Regions from separate parts of the Mus musculus genome. Here region 1 is linked to region 2. A link is a contact called in public HiChIP or PLAC-seq data. All regions are on one chromosome and are shown on one strand. The core of a region is the stretch at or near the end of the contact, and the rest is flanking DNA. Distances in the headings are between cores, read along the strand shown. Region 1 holds the start of Tex2 (testis expressed gene 2). Region 2 overlaps Ern1 (endoplasmic reticulum (ER) to nucleus signalling 1).

What was found. HiChIP or PLAC-seq counts read pairs in DNA pulled down with a chosen protein or histone mark.
Region 1: an H3K4me3 HiChIP or PLAC-seq map of the SCID.adh cell line shows a contact between it and region 2, with 15 read pairs. The contact joins the promoter of Tex2 here to the enhancer-like site in region 2. A contact is called at or near these places in 6 of 39 promoter capture datasets (the C10 cell line, cranial neural crest, frontonasal cranial neural crest and 2 more), 1 of 15 datasets of contacts at CTCF or cohesin (large pre-B cells), 47 of 484 Hi-C or Micro-C datasets (B cells, CD4 single positive thymocytes, CD8 T cells and 36 more), 20 of 115 datasets of contacts at active chromatin or transcription factors (the 230-238 cell line, the HPC-7 cell line, the SCID.adh cell line and 12 more) and 3 of 9 other capture datasets (adipose tissue, liver and pancreatic islet).

Annotation. Positions count from the first base shown.
Region 1 is chr11:106,609,839-106,615,969 of GRCm38.p6, reverse strand. It overlaps Tex2 (testis expressed gene 2), which reads left to right and starts at 3,040. Exons shown (of 12, transcript NM_198292.3): 1 at 3,040-3,112.
Region 2 is chr11:106,437,250-106,443,192 of GRCm38.p6, reverse strand. All of the region lies in intron 2 of Ern1 (endoplasmic reticulum (ER) to nucleus signalling 1), which reads left to right. Among named protein-coding and RNA genes, the nearest start is that of Ern1, 48 kb to the left of the region's middle. Within about 2 kb of position 3,587, at least 73 of the 459 cell types and tissues checked have an H3K27ac peak or open chromatin away from gene starts, as enhancers often do. A contact at or near this core is called in CD4 single positive thymocytes, the G1E-ER4 cell line, the HPC-7 cell line and 11 more, where this site is marked.

The DNA.
Region 1 (6,131 bases), core at 1,791-4,290, 170 kb before region 2:
TTGACAAAATCAGAGTTGGAATTTAAGAATGTAAAGCCAACCAGCAACTGCCTGGAGAGAACAGATCTCACAGAGCAGCCCTGACTGCCTTTGGCAGGGAGCTTTTAATGGAAAAACAAAACAAAACAAAAACCCAAAATCCAAATGCATATCCCCGTTGGCAGCTGCAGGAGGAAGTGGAGCAAGCTAACAGCTTAACAGAAGCAAAAGTGTCAGTTAGCCAGGGCGCCTTGACCTCAAGTCCCTGTGGTGGAGTTTGGTAATTTTCTAAGAGACTTATTCATAAAAGGGAATGTAAGTGGGCTTGGGGGGGTGGGCTGTCAGCTCTGCGCCAGACCTTAGATGCCTGCAGGACACACAAGATGGTGGGACCTTGGCCCCGCCACACAGGTACTTCTGATTAGATTCCTCATTTCTCGAGACAACGATTTTCTCCCACCCCCTTTTTTCTCCCTCTCCTCTCGTCTCCCTGCTACTCTCTTCTGGGTTTGGATATACAACCCAGCTGGCCTCAAACTCTTGGGTAAGCTTCTGCCTCAGCTTCCCTGGTGCTGAGATTCCAAGTTCCAAGAGAGAGCATTACATTCAGCAGTTGATTGGTTCCTTCTAGAACCAACCAGGAGTGCTTCTGTGCACACCTATGAGGGAACTTCTTCTTCTTCTTCTTCTTCTTCTTCTTCTTCTTCTTCTTCTTCTTAAAGATTTATTTATTATTATATGCAAGTACACTGTAGCTGTCTTCAGACACCCTAGAAGAGGGCATCAGATCTTGTTACAGATGGTTGTGAGCCACCATGTGGTTGCTGGGTTTTGAACTCAGGACCTTTGGAAGAGCAGTCAGCGCTCTTAACCGCTGAGCCATCTCTCCAGTCCCTGAGGGATCTTCTTGATTAGATTGTGGGGAACCTTCTGCAGAGGCTGAGATCGGAGGGGGTCTGAGGGAATAGTTTATGCGGTTTGCCTGCCTGTCTTGGCCTCTTGATGGTGAATGCTCTTTCTGCTGCTGGGATCCTTCACCGACATCAGGACCCAATGTCTTTGAATTTTCAACACGGACTGAAGACCAGTTTCTCACCGAGAATCCCTCAGCCCTTTGATGAAAGACAGGGCCTACTGATTCATCCAACCTCATGGCCTGAGCTTCTCTGACTGTATTGTGTAAGCCAATCTGATAAATCCCCATTGTTTTCTGTATCTCTGACATCCATTCTATTCTCCCAGTGAAACTTGACTAATACAAGGGCTGGCCTCCAAATCCAGGGCAAAGACTTCTGGGTCACACAGGTGTCTGGGACACTAGGACTAGAAGTTGAATTCAGCCAGGAGGGTAGGCAGTAGGACTGGATGATGACATTGGAATGTGGTCTCAGAGGGGCAGGGTGTCCTTCTGGGGTTGACTGGTCCTAGTGCGGGCCATGGGAGGGTGTGTTTGCCATTAAATGCTTATGCATTATCTCACTGGTCAGAGAACAAGACTGACTTCCTTATGTGCTAGGTCACAGCCTTGCCTTTCCTCTTGGAGGAGTTCCAGCTGTCATCTGTTGCGTCTAGAGCCCGTCAACATTCAGTTCGTGCTGTGTCACATGCAGGGGGCCAGTCTGAGCTCCTTTTTGGTCTCTAGGTTTACTGACTAGCAAGTCTCCCAAACATATCATGGATTTTGATTGTACAGAGGAATCTAGCTTTATTTTCCGCCGGTTGAGTTTTAATTTCACAGCAATGAGAGACTCGAAAGAGTATGGCCCCTAGCCGGGCGTGGTGGCGCACGCCTTTAATCCCAGCACTTGGGAGGCAGAGGCAGGCGGATTTCTGAGTTTGAGGCCAGCCTGGTCTACAGAGTGCGTTCCAGGACAGCCAGGGCTACACAGAGAAACCCTGTCTTGAAAAACCAAAAAAAAAAAAAAAAAGCATGCCCCCCCAGAGCGCCCCCTACTGGAATCTCCTGGGGAAAGAATGTTGAAAAATAAACGGCCCAGACCCAGTCATTGCAAAGTTGAGACATGCTAGAGTCCTCTGGGATGGGCTGATGCTGAAGTTTGGGACCCACTCATTTAGAAGGCAAAGTTGATAAGCAAAGACACTCTCACAACCTGCCCCTGTGCTATGAGGGACCTGCGGGACCTGCCTACCCTCTGCCCCCTCCACCCCTCCCTTTACCCTGTAAGGAACTGATGGGTGTAAAAATAGCCTCCACCATTCCAAGCACATTTTAAGCGAGAACTCATTTTTAAAAGTCACCTTCCTTTATCTGGGCCCTAGACACGATCCCTCTAAGGTAAACTTATGTTATCCAGGTGTAGTGGTGTATGCCTATAGTCATAGCGGTAGAGGCAGAGGCAGGAGGCTAAGAGTTCAAGGCTATCTTCAGCTACATATCAATTCTGAAAACAGCCTAGTCTACAGGAGACCCTGTATTAAAAAAAAACCCAAGATCATAATATATGATATATTTACGTCACACGAATTCTAGGCGCTAATTCTACTAATCAGTTTGCGATTGGTTGTTACGGTCAGGTGTGGAGGAGGAGCTCAGACATCCAGTTTCTGGAACTAGCAGGGATTGATAAAGTCCGACGTCCTCCTAAGACCTCTGTTCCTAAGAATCTGCCTAGCCAGACAGTTTCCCTCACGGCTTGGAGGCACTTGTTGCTAAATTGCAGGAAGAGGAAATTAAGAAATGCAAAGAGCTGGGGAAAGCGCCTCAGTTTCAATTGGGAGAGTGCAACGCTCGCTCCTCCCACTGGGATTCTGCCAGGTAACCCGCAGTTTTTCGCGGCCTCCCCTTCTTTCCAGTCCGCAGCGCCGCAGCCCCTTTAACAGCCCTGACCGATCGCTGGCCGATCCTCCAGGCCCGTCGCGGGCGCGCGGCACTGGCTGGATTGGTCATGTCTGGTGCGCGGCTGGCCCCGCCCCCTCCGCCCTGTGGTTGGGCGGTGGGGGCCGCGGCCGCGGGGCGGGTCCGCCGGCGGGGCGGGACGGCCGGTGCCCGGGGGCGGGCGGGCAGCAGCACGGCGGCCCCAGCCAGAGCCGGAGCTGGAGCTGGAGCAGGAGCCGCGGCGGCCGCCAAGTACGGGCGCCGGTGTAGTAGGATGAGGCAGCCAGCGGATCCGGGGTGAGCGCGCTCCGGGCCAGGTGGGGCGACGGGCGGAGCAGGCCCTGACTGGGTGGCCCGGCTACGGGACACCGGCAGCTCCCGCAGCCGTTGGCGCAGCGGGGCTCGGTCCCTTCCACACTACCAGGGCTCGGGACGCCGGCATGGGTGGCCCCGGGAGAGACCTTCCCTGCTTGGGGGCCGGGCAGGGCGGAGTCGCCCCGGGGCGGGAGGTGCAAGCCGTCAGGTCCCAGCCTAGCGTCCGCGGCTCGGTGTGGGTCCGGGAAAGCAGCATTCACACGCTCGTTGAAGGAAAACACTTGTCACCTCTGTGCGTGGGGCCCTTGCCGTCCTCCGCCCCCTGGGCCACCGTGGGAGAAGCTTGGGAATGGAGGAGCGCGGTTACTTTTGCGCGAATCTGTCAGTGGCTGTCGGCGCCTCGCTTGTTTTTCTCCCAACTCCTGGCGGACACCGGGGACCGAGGGGTGGCTTGTGTGCTTTCAAAGGGAGGTGGCGGCGTACCAAAAACCGGGGAGATCGGAAGGTTAACAAGTGACATTGGGCTGAGGCCTAACGCTAGCTGCCCCGCTGGGAGCATGGAGATGACGGTGGTGGAGACCGGGGGACCGATGCAGGGACAGGAGCTGCCGGCTCCATTGCACCACATGCCACTCCGGAGTGCCGACTCTACGCGCGGGAGTTGGTGCAAGGGAGTTTTTCCCCCACTGAAAAACGATTTTTGGAAAACTTAGCCCCTCAGTGGGTTGATGGTTACCTAAACCATCAGTTGTTATGGTTACACGGCATCAAATTTAAGGGCAAAGTCTGTTAAACACCCTCGCTCTTTTTTTTCCCCTTAGAGCTAAGGAGTACTTACTTTGTCATTAGATTTCATAGATGAGGAGGACATATTTTTTTAGAGTTAAAGGAAAAGTGTGACAACCTGAAGACACAGGTTGTGTCCTGTTCCGGTGTGAGGTCCAAATGTCTTGACACCATTGCTCAATTGAGAGGAATTGTCTTTTCAGGAGCTAGATTAAATCCAAAGAGAAAGTGAATTGTATGTGGAAAATAACAAGGGAAACTGAGGGACAAGTGATCTCTGGCGCTTGGGGAAGGGAGTTTGAAGGGTCTGGATTTATTGGCCGGTGAGAAACGTTTCTGTTAGCTTTTCCCAACCCTTAAATGGTTTCAGTATCTTTTCAGAGTCTTCCAAACAGATAAATGTCTTCAGGCTACGAGAATGAAGCCAGAGTGTGGCTGATCTTTGCTCCTTGGGCTCCCAGGGAGGGGACATGAAGGCTTGGAGAGGGATAGAGGAGGGCTCTGGGGGACTGCACATCCTTGTACGTGTGTCTTCAGGAAAGGAGATGAGCAAGGAGATTCAGATTAGAACGTGGAGGTGATGAAGTTCACTGACAGGTAGTAAAGGATAGGCGAGGAAGGACAGTTTGGGCTGAGTGGCGAGAAGTGAGAGCTGTAGCCGATGCTAGACCACTAGCCGATGCTAGACCACTGTATGTGATTAGAGGTTATGTTCTTAGACTGCTTCTAGGAAAGGCAGCAAAGGTTAGGCTGCCCCCAACCTCCTATGTGTGTGTATGTAGTATGTGTGTATTATGTATGTATGTATGTATGTATGTATGTATGTATTTTGAGAAAAGGTCTCTCATATCCCAGGTTGGCCTTGTTCCTAGCTGAGATAGACATTGAATGTCTGATCCTTTTGCTGCCAGTTCCTGAGCGCTAGGGTTTCTGTCCTGCGTCTCCACACCAGGTTTGTGTGGTGTTGGAATCAAAGCCAGGGCTTCATGTGTGGTAGGCAAGCCCGCTACCAATTGAGCCATCTCCTCAGCCTGATGACACTAAGACTAACTGTAGGATTTTATGAACAAAGACATTGCCCAGAGTCAAAAATATTTATTTGATAACTTTTTATTGAGAGTCTGTGATGTGCTAGAATCTGCTAGGCTTTGTGGCTGTGGTAGGGGTGGAGGAGGAGGAAGGAGTTCCATCAAAGTCAAAAGCTCTTGTTTTCTGAGGCCCTTGAAGTAGGAAGAGAGAAATATACAGAATGTTACTCAATAAAAACAGAGAGGGAGAAATCTTTCTGCCTCAGATTACTTTGATAGCAAACTGAATCTTCAAAGGCCAGTTTCTGTGTCAGGTTCAATACAAAATTATATTCATCTTTATGTTTGTTGGCCAGTGTCTTGATGTTAGGCGTCTTGTCTTTCCCTTTTTCTTACGAGTTCATTAATTCACAAATTAGGAAGATCATTGCAGAATGCTGCCCTCAAGGTTTTCTTTCCATCCTTTTCCTTTTTTCCTTCAAGGAATTCTGTCTCCGGTTTGACCCTTAGTATCTTCTAAGAGTCCCACTTAGGGCTTGTTGAGGTCACAGGGGTTTTGGATTCTTTGATTCTCTCCCAGAGCAGAAGCTGACTGGAGCTGAAGAGGTGGGGCTTTGGTCTTGTCTTGTCTTGTCTTGTCTTGTCTTTCCTTTCCTTTCCTTTTCTTTTCTTTTCTTTTTTTTTTTTTTTTTTTTGACACAGTGTCCTGAAACTCTCTCTGTAGGCCAGGCTGGCCTTCAGCTCAGAGATCCACTTGCCCCTGCCTCCCAAGTGCTGGGATTAAAGTTGTGCGCCACTGCTGAATAAAGGTGTTTTTTCAAGTCGTAGGTCTTTTTGAACCCAAGACCTGCTTTTCCCATTGTACTGTACGGCTTTGCTTTTCCTGGAGCCAAGTGGAGTTTGCGAGAGTTAACTTAGGGCAGCGTCCATATGACAGGTCAGGCTTGGCTCTGGCTAATGAGCTGCTGTGCTGTGTCTGTGAACAGTCAGCATCTGGTGTCCTGCCTCTGTGTGGTGGAATTTTGGGGCGGGGTGGGGGTGGTCCTTAGGAAGTCTGGGGGAGAGGTAATCCAGCTTTCTGGGACTGCATCACCAGTGTGTCTGCTCACCAGCTTGGTGACCTTGGGGAAATTGCTGTCTTTGTGTACCTCAGTCTCTTCACCTGTCGAGACAGTATTCACGGGCGT
Region 2 (5,943 bases), core at 2,338-4,837:
TATGTTGATGTGTATGTGTGTGTACACACTGTACACACACATGAAAATACAAAAAGGTGAAAAGTAAAGATATCTTTCTAGAGAGAGAAAAGTCTCGGCTGAACACTTGACACTGTAGGACATGGGGCATCTTCATCAGTTCCCAGTCGATCACTTGTTTTGATTTTATAACTCATTGTCGAGAACCCACTTCATACAAATCTGTAGTACAGAATGACGGAAGTATATTTAGTGTCATTTCAGAAATGGTTGGAAATCTCCATAATGATTTCTTTTTTATGAATGTAATGTCAGTGACTCAAACATCAGTTCTTAATATTTGTTTATTTACTTTGAGATAAGTTCCCACTTTGAGCCATGGCTAACCTGTAACTTGCTATGTAGACATTGTTGTCCTCAAACTCAAGGGATTCATGCCTGTCTCTGTTGCCTGAGTTCTGGGGTTAAGGCGTGGACCACCAAACCTGGCTCAAACATCAATTTTTTTTTTTTTTTTTTTAAAGATTTATTTATTTATTATATGTAAGTACACTGTAGTTGTCTTCAAATACACCAGAAGAGGGCACCAGATCTCATTACGGGTGGTTGTGAGCCACCATGTGGTTGCTGGGATTTGAACTTCAGACCTTCGGAAGAGCAGTCGGGTGCCCTTACCCACTGAGCCATCTCACCAGCCCCAAACATCAATTTTTAAGTCAAACAATAATTCGATACAATCTAAAGGTAATGGTGTTTTGATACATTCTCAGTGTGTAAAGAAATTAGGGAAATATTAATGGCTTTTGTTTTTTAATTAAATTATGTAATCTGTAACTAAGGCATATTTCTTTTGTTACTGGTAGTGGGTTTTGTTGTTGTTAGTTTGTTTGATATACTCTCAACCCAGGCTACCTTAAAATTTACTTCTGTGCAGCTGGGGATGACCTTTGAACTTCTGATTTCTCCACTGTACCACCTCCTAAATTTGGGTATTGTAGGTGTGCTCTACCATAATTGACTTTAAACCATTGTTTTTCTATGAGAGCAGAAAACTTTGAATGTACAATAATGTTCATAACATACAGGCTCTGATTGAAGCTGCAGTGTTTCAGGAAGTATTAACTGATGCTGTGTGGCACGATGGCATTCAAGGTGCAAAGTATATGTGTGCATTCAGGACCTGGCTGCAGTGAGGTTGTGTAGTATATATAGTGTGGGTGAGGGCTGCCAAGGACACCTTGGTGTCAGAAAACTTTCACTGCTGTCAAATTCTTCCTGATCCTCACATTCAATTATGCAGCCCCCTGTGGGTTTAAGAAGTTGGGCTTTGTTAATAATGCAGCGTACTCAATCCTGGCATTGGAGATGTCATTTGTGTGTCTGTCTCTCTGTGTGTATTTGCTTCTTGGGCTTTGTTTGTTTGTTTGCTTTGTTCTGCTCTGTTTGTTTGTTTTTCCTTCCTTCCTACCTCTTTCTTTCCTTCTGTCTTTTACATTCCTACCACAGTTTCCCCTTCCCCCTCTCCTCCCAGTCCCCACCTTCTCCCAACATTTACTCCTCCTTGTTTTCTCTTCAGGAAAGGGCAGGTCTCCCATGGCACATCAAGTTGTAATAAGACGAGGCACCTCTTCTCCTATTAAGGCTAGGCAACCTAGTAGGAGGAAAGGATCCCCAAAGTGAGCCACAGAGTCACAGACAGACAGCCCCTGCTCCCACTGTTCCAAGTCTCTCAAGAAGACCAAGCTATACAACTGTGCAGAGGTCCTAGGTCAGACCCTGTGAGCTCCTATGAGCACAGCTTAGTTGATTCTGTGGGGTTTCTTGTGGTGGTCTTTACCCATCTGGCTCCTATAATACTTCCTCCCCAATTTGTTTTCTAAAAAGGGGGTTGAGGATGGAGTTGGATGAATGGGAAAGTGGGGAGGATCTGGGAGGAGATAAGGGAGGAGAAAACCATGATAAGAATATATTATATGAGCCGGGCGTGGTGGCGCACGCCTTTAATCCCAGCACTCGGGAGGCAGAGGCAGGCAGTTGAGGCCAGCCTGGTTTACAGAGTGAGTTCCAGGGCTATATAGAGAAGCCCTGTCTTTAAAAAAACGGTGTTGGTGGGGGGCTGGAGAGATGGCTCAGCAGTTAAGAGCACTGACTGCTCTTCCAGGGGTCCTGAGTTCAATTCCCAGCAACCACATGATGGCTCACAACCATCTGTAATGGAATCTATGCCCTCTTCTGGTGTGTCTGAAGAGAGCAATAGTGTACTCATCATATACATAAAATAAATAAATAAATCTTGAAAAAAGAATATATTATATGAAAAAAACCTATTTTCAAAATAAACAAAAAAATATAGTGTACTCAAGAAGCCAGTCTCCGGTGAAAGATGGAGGGAATAATTTGTAGGGTAGAGGCTGAGGTGCTGGTAGCACCTAGTACAAATGTCCAGTTGATTCTGAGAAAATAGCTCCAAGTAGGGACCTAGGCCACCCCCCACCTTGTAGTTAGGGCTGGTTATAGATGCCCCTCCAGATGGAGCAAGACAGTACTCTGTCTGTCGGAGATGGGGACATTTTTACACTTCTGCCCTGATGAGCTCAGATGAGAAAGTATGGGCATCTGCTCTCCCAGTCCTGTCTCTGGTTAACCAGGGAGAGTAGATTAGCACAGTGTGGTAGCAGTGCCACCTGCCCTGGCCCAGGATGGAGTTTGATCCTTCCAGGGCAGCAGTGAGCAGGCTGGTTTCTTCCCAGGGTAACCTTGGGAGAGACCCAGCATTGTTTTCAGTGCTATTTTCCCAAAGCGTTACCTCATCTTTTCCTTGAGTTATACCCACTTAACCCTCCTTTTAAAAAATCATTATTATTATTTCTGTAAGTAAAACAGCTCAGTGAGGTTGGTATTTACCCTTCCTTACCTGGCCTGTGTTGCAGGAGTGTTTGCTTACAGCCCTGGAGTTGCCCAGGGTTTCTTTTCACCAGCTGACACTTGTAAGCAAGTATCATGCCTGATGTATAGTTGTCATTAGTAAATCAAAAACCACTTTCCATGTTGATCTTTCATCACATCACGGTTTCAAGTCATGTTTATTTTTGTTTTTGTTGAGGGTCACAAAAGTGTTCATCTTTAACCTTTATTAATGTAGGAAATTCCAAGCATATATACAAAAAATAGTGAAAAGACTGTGTGTCCCTGATTCTGTTTCTAACAAGTTACTAGCACTCTGCCACTTTGTGCTAATCTGCCCCATACACAACTCTTTTCTGTATTATTTTCGAGCAAATCTTGGATTCTCCTTGCACCAGATAAGGTCTCACTAGCCCAGGCTGGCCTTGAACTTTGAAATCTCCTGCCTCATGCTTCCAAGTGCTAGAACTCCATGCATATATTACCATGCCTGGCTATCAGATTGTTCTTTAAGAAGAGAAGGATCTGTAGAACAGGCTGCTGTTACCCCTCAGAAGCTGAGTCGCATATCGCTTGCTTCTGTCAGAGGTGTCTTAATAAATGAGTTTTTAATCTGGTCTATACCTTAGCAGAAACGTGTCCAGGTACCCTGTTATTCTGAGTATATAGCAAGTGTAAAGGAAACCACATGGCCACACCCCTAAAGTTTATCTTTTCCTTAGAAAGCAAGAATATTCCTTTATCACTGATGTTGTTGGTAGAGGGACACTGATGTTGTTGGCAGAGGGAACCTTGTGTTTTCCACTGATATTCTGTATCTTATGGTGCAGGCCTCAAAAAATAAATAAATAAATAAAATCAAAGAGCCAGTAGATAAGCCATAAAAAGCTAGGAAAATCTGCCTCTGAAGTCCATGAGACTGAGCAGACATTGTACAGCAAAGATCAAATTATGAGCAGGAATTCAAACACTTTAACATCCATGTCTTATTTTTATATTTGCTAGGTTTTAGCAGTACCTCTGCCCTCTGTTTTACCTGTGGCACCATTAAGTGGCTGAAGTGAGCAAAAAAGATGGCTTTTTACAGTGTTGTGCTTTCTTTGGAGTCTGACATTCTTGCTTTTGCTGGCTTGTGTGGCTTGCCTGGCTTTGAGGCTGAGTTGGAGATGCTGGGCCCTAATTGCACCTTGCCTGCTTTATTTCAGTTGAGTGAGTGTCGTATGCCTTTATTTCCTGTCTCTTGCATCAGTCTGTTTGTGAGAGTGTACTGAGAGGTGATTAATGGGAAAGATAAACATGTGCTTACTGACTGAAAGTTCACCCTGTTTCCTGTGAGTCCTTTGCTTTAGTGAATTTGTTTGCTACCTGCACAGCACATCTGGTGTGTGTCTCTGTTGTAAGCACAGGCAGTATATGATAAGGCTTGAAAGACTACTTCACAGGCGAGTCCCAAGTGACAAGAAGATCAGACAGCAGTCTGTCACCATGAGCCTCCTGAGTCTAGAACTCTGCATACAAAATCTTGCTAAAACGTTTTCCTCTCTTCTGCTCTATAGCTGTGGGCATTTGTTGGCAGTGCTGCCTCACTGTGCAGCCTCTTCCCTGAGGTCTTCAGATGTGGCAGCCTGCTCCTGCTACTCAGGCCCTCTCCACACTGTCCATCCCAGCCAATCAGCAGCCTGGTCTTCCGTTATGCCCAGGAGAAGAATTTGGCCAGAGTTTACTGCTGTAAACAGAGAAGGGAAAAAACAAAAAACAAAACAAAACAAACAAACAAACAAACAAAAAACCAAACCTCCATTTCTTTCTAATTGAAAAAGTAAAATCCAATCTTGTAGAAAATTTGAGAAAAATAAAAAAAGTGAAATTTGGTCATACTTTTAAAAAGAAGATCATTAGACTTTGGATCTTTCCATGTAGTGTTTTTCTGTTGTGCTGAAGGTTTTCTGTATTGTTACATTATAACCTATGTAGATGTGCCTTTTACCTGACTACATGACTGCAGAAGCAAAAAAAATTGTATATGCTTAAAACTTAGGCTTATTAGCACTGGGCCTGGTAGTGTAGAACTTGAATCCCAGCACTCAGGAGGTAGAGGCAGCCATTTCTGTAAGTTCAAGGCCAGCCAGAGCTAGTCAGACCTTGTCTCAAAACAAAATAAAAAAACCAACAAAAAGAAACATTTTATTAGACTTCTTAAGAGGCCTTAATTTTCCACCAAACAGATAATTTAACCATATCAAAGAATTTATAATGCTATTGTGAACATCTTTGTGCAAATAGCTTTTCTTGTATTTTATACTATTTTAAGCTAGATTTTATAGAAATACAATTAGTGGATCAAAGAAAATCATTACCTGAAGCCAGTAGGATTGCCATAAGCTCCGCAAGAGCATTTATTATCCAGTTAGCATCAGTTATGAAGTGTGGTGTTTCCTAATGGAAGGTATCCCAACAAAAAAACTAATGATTCAGTGTTTAGAAATTCCTGTGGTGGGGACTGGAGAGATGGCTCCAGATGGGTTAAGAACACTAGCTGCTCTTGTAGAGGACCTGGCATTAATACCCAACATGCATATGGCATTTCACAACCGTCTGTAACTCCACTGCCAGGCTTCCAATGCCCTCTTCTGGCCTCTGCAGACACTTTTTATGTACATGGCACAGAGACATACATGTGGGCAAAACATTCATGTATAAAATAAAAGTAAATATTTAAAAATTTTTATTAGATTTATTTTGTGCATGAATGTTTTACCTGTGTGTGTGTGTGTGTGTGTGTGTGTGTGTGTGTGTGTGTGTGTGTACACACACCATGTATGCTTGGTGCCCTCAGAAGTTAGAAGAGGGCATCAGTTCACCTTGAATTGGAGTTATAGATGGCTGTGAGGTGCCATGTGGGTTCTGGGAATCTAACCTGGGTCCTCTGCAGTAGCAACAAATGCTTAGAGCCACCCAACCATCTCTCCGGCCCACTATGTACCTTAGACTGTACTATGTACACTTAGTAAGAATTGTAAGCACGTACCTTTGTGCCTCTGTGTGTTTCCTGAAATGTCC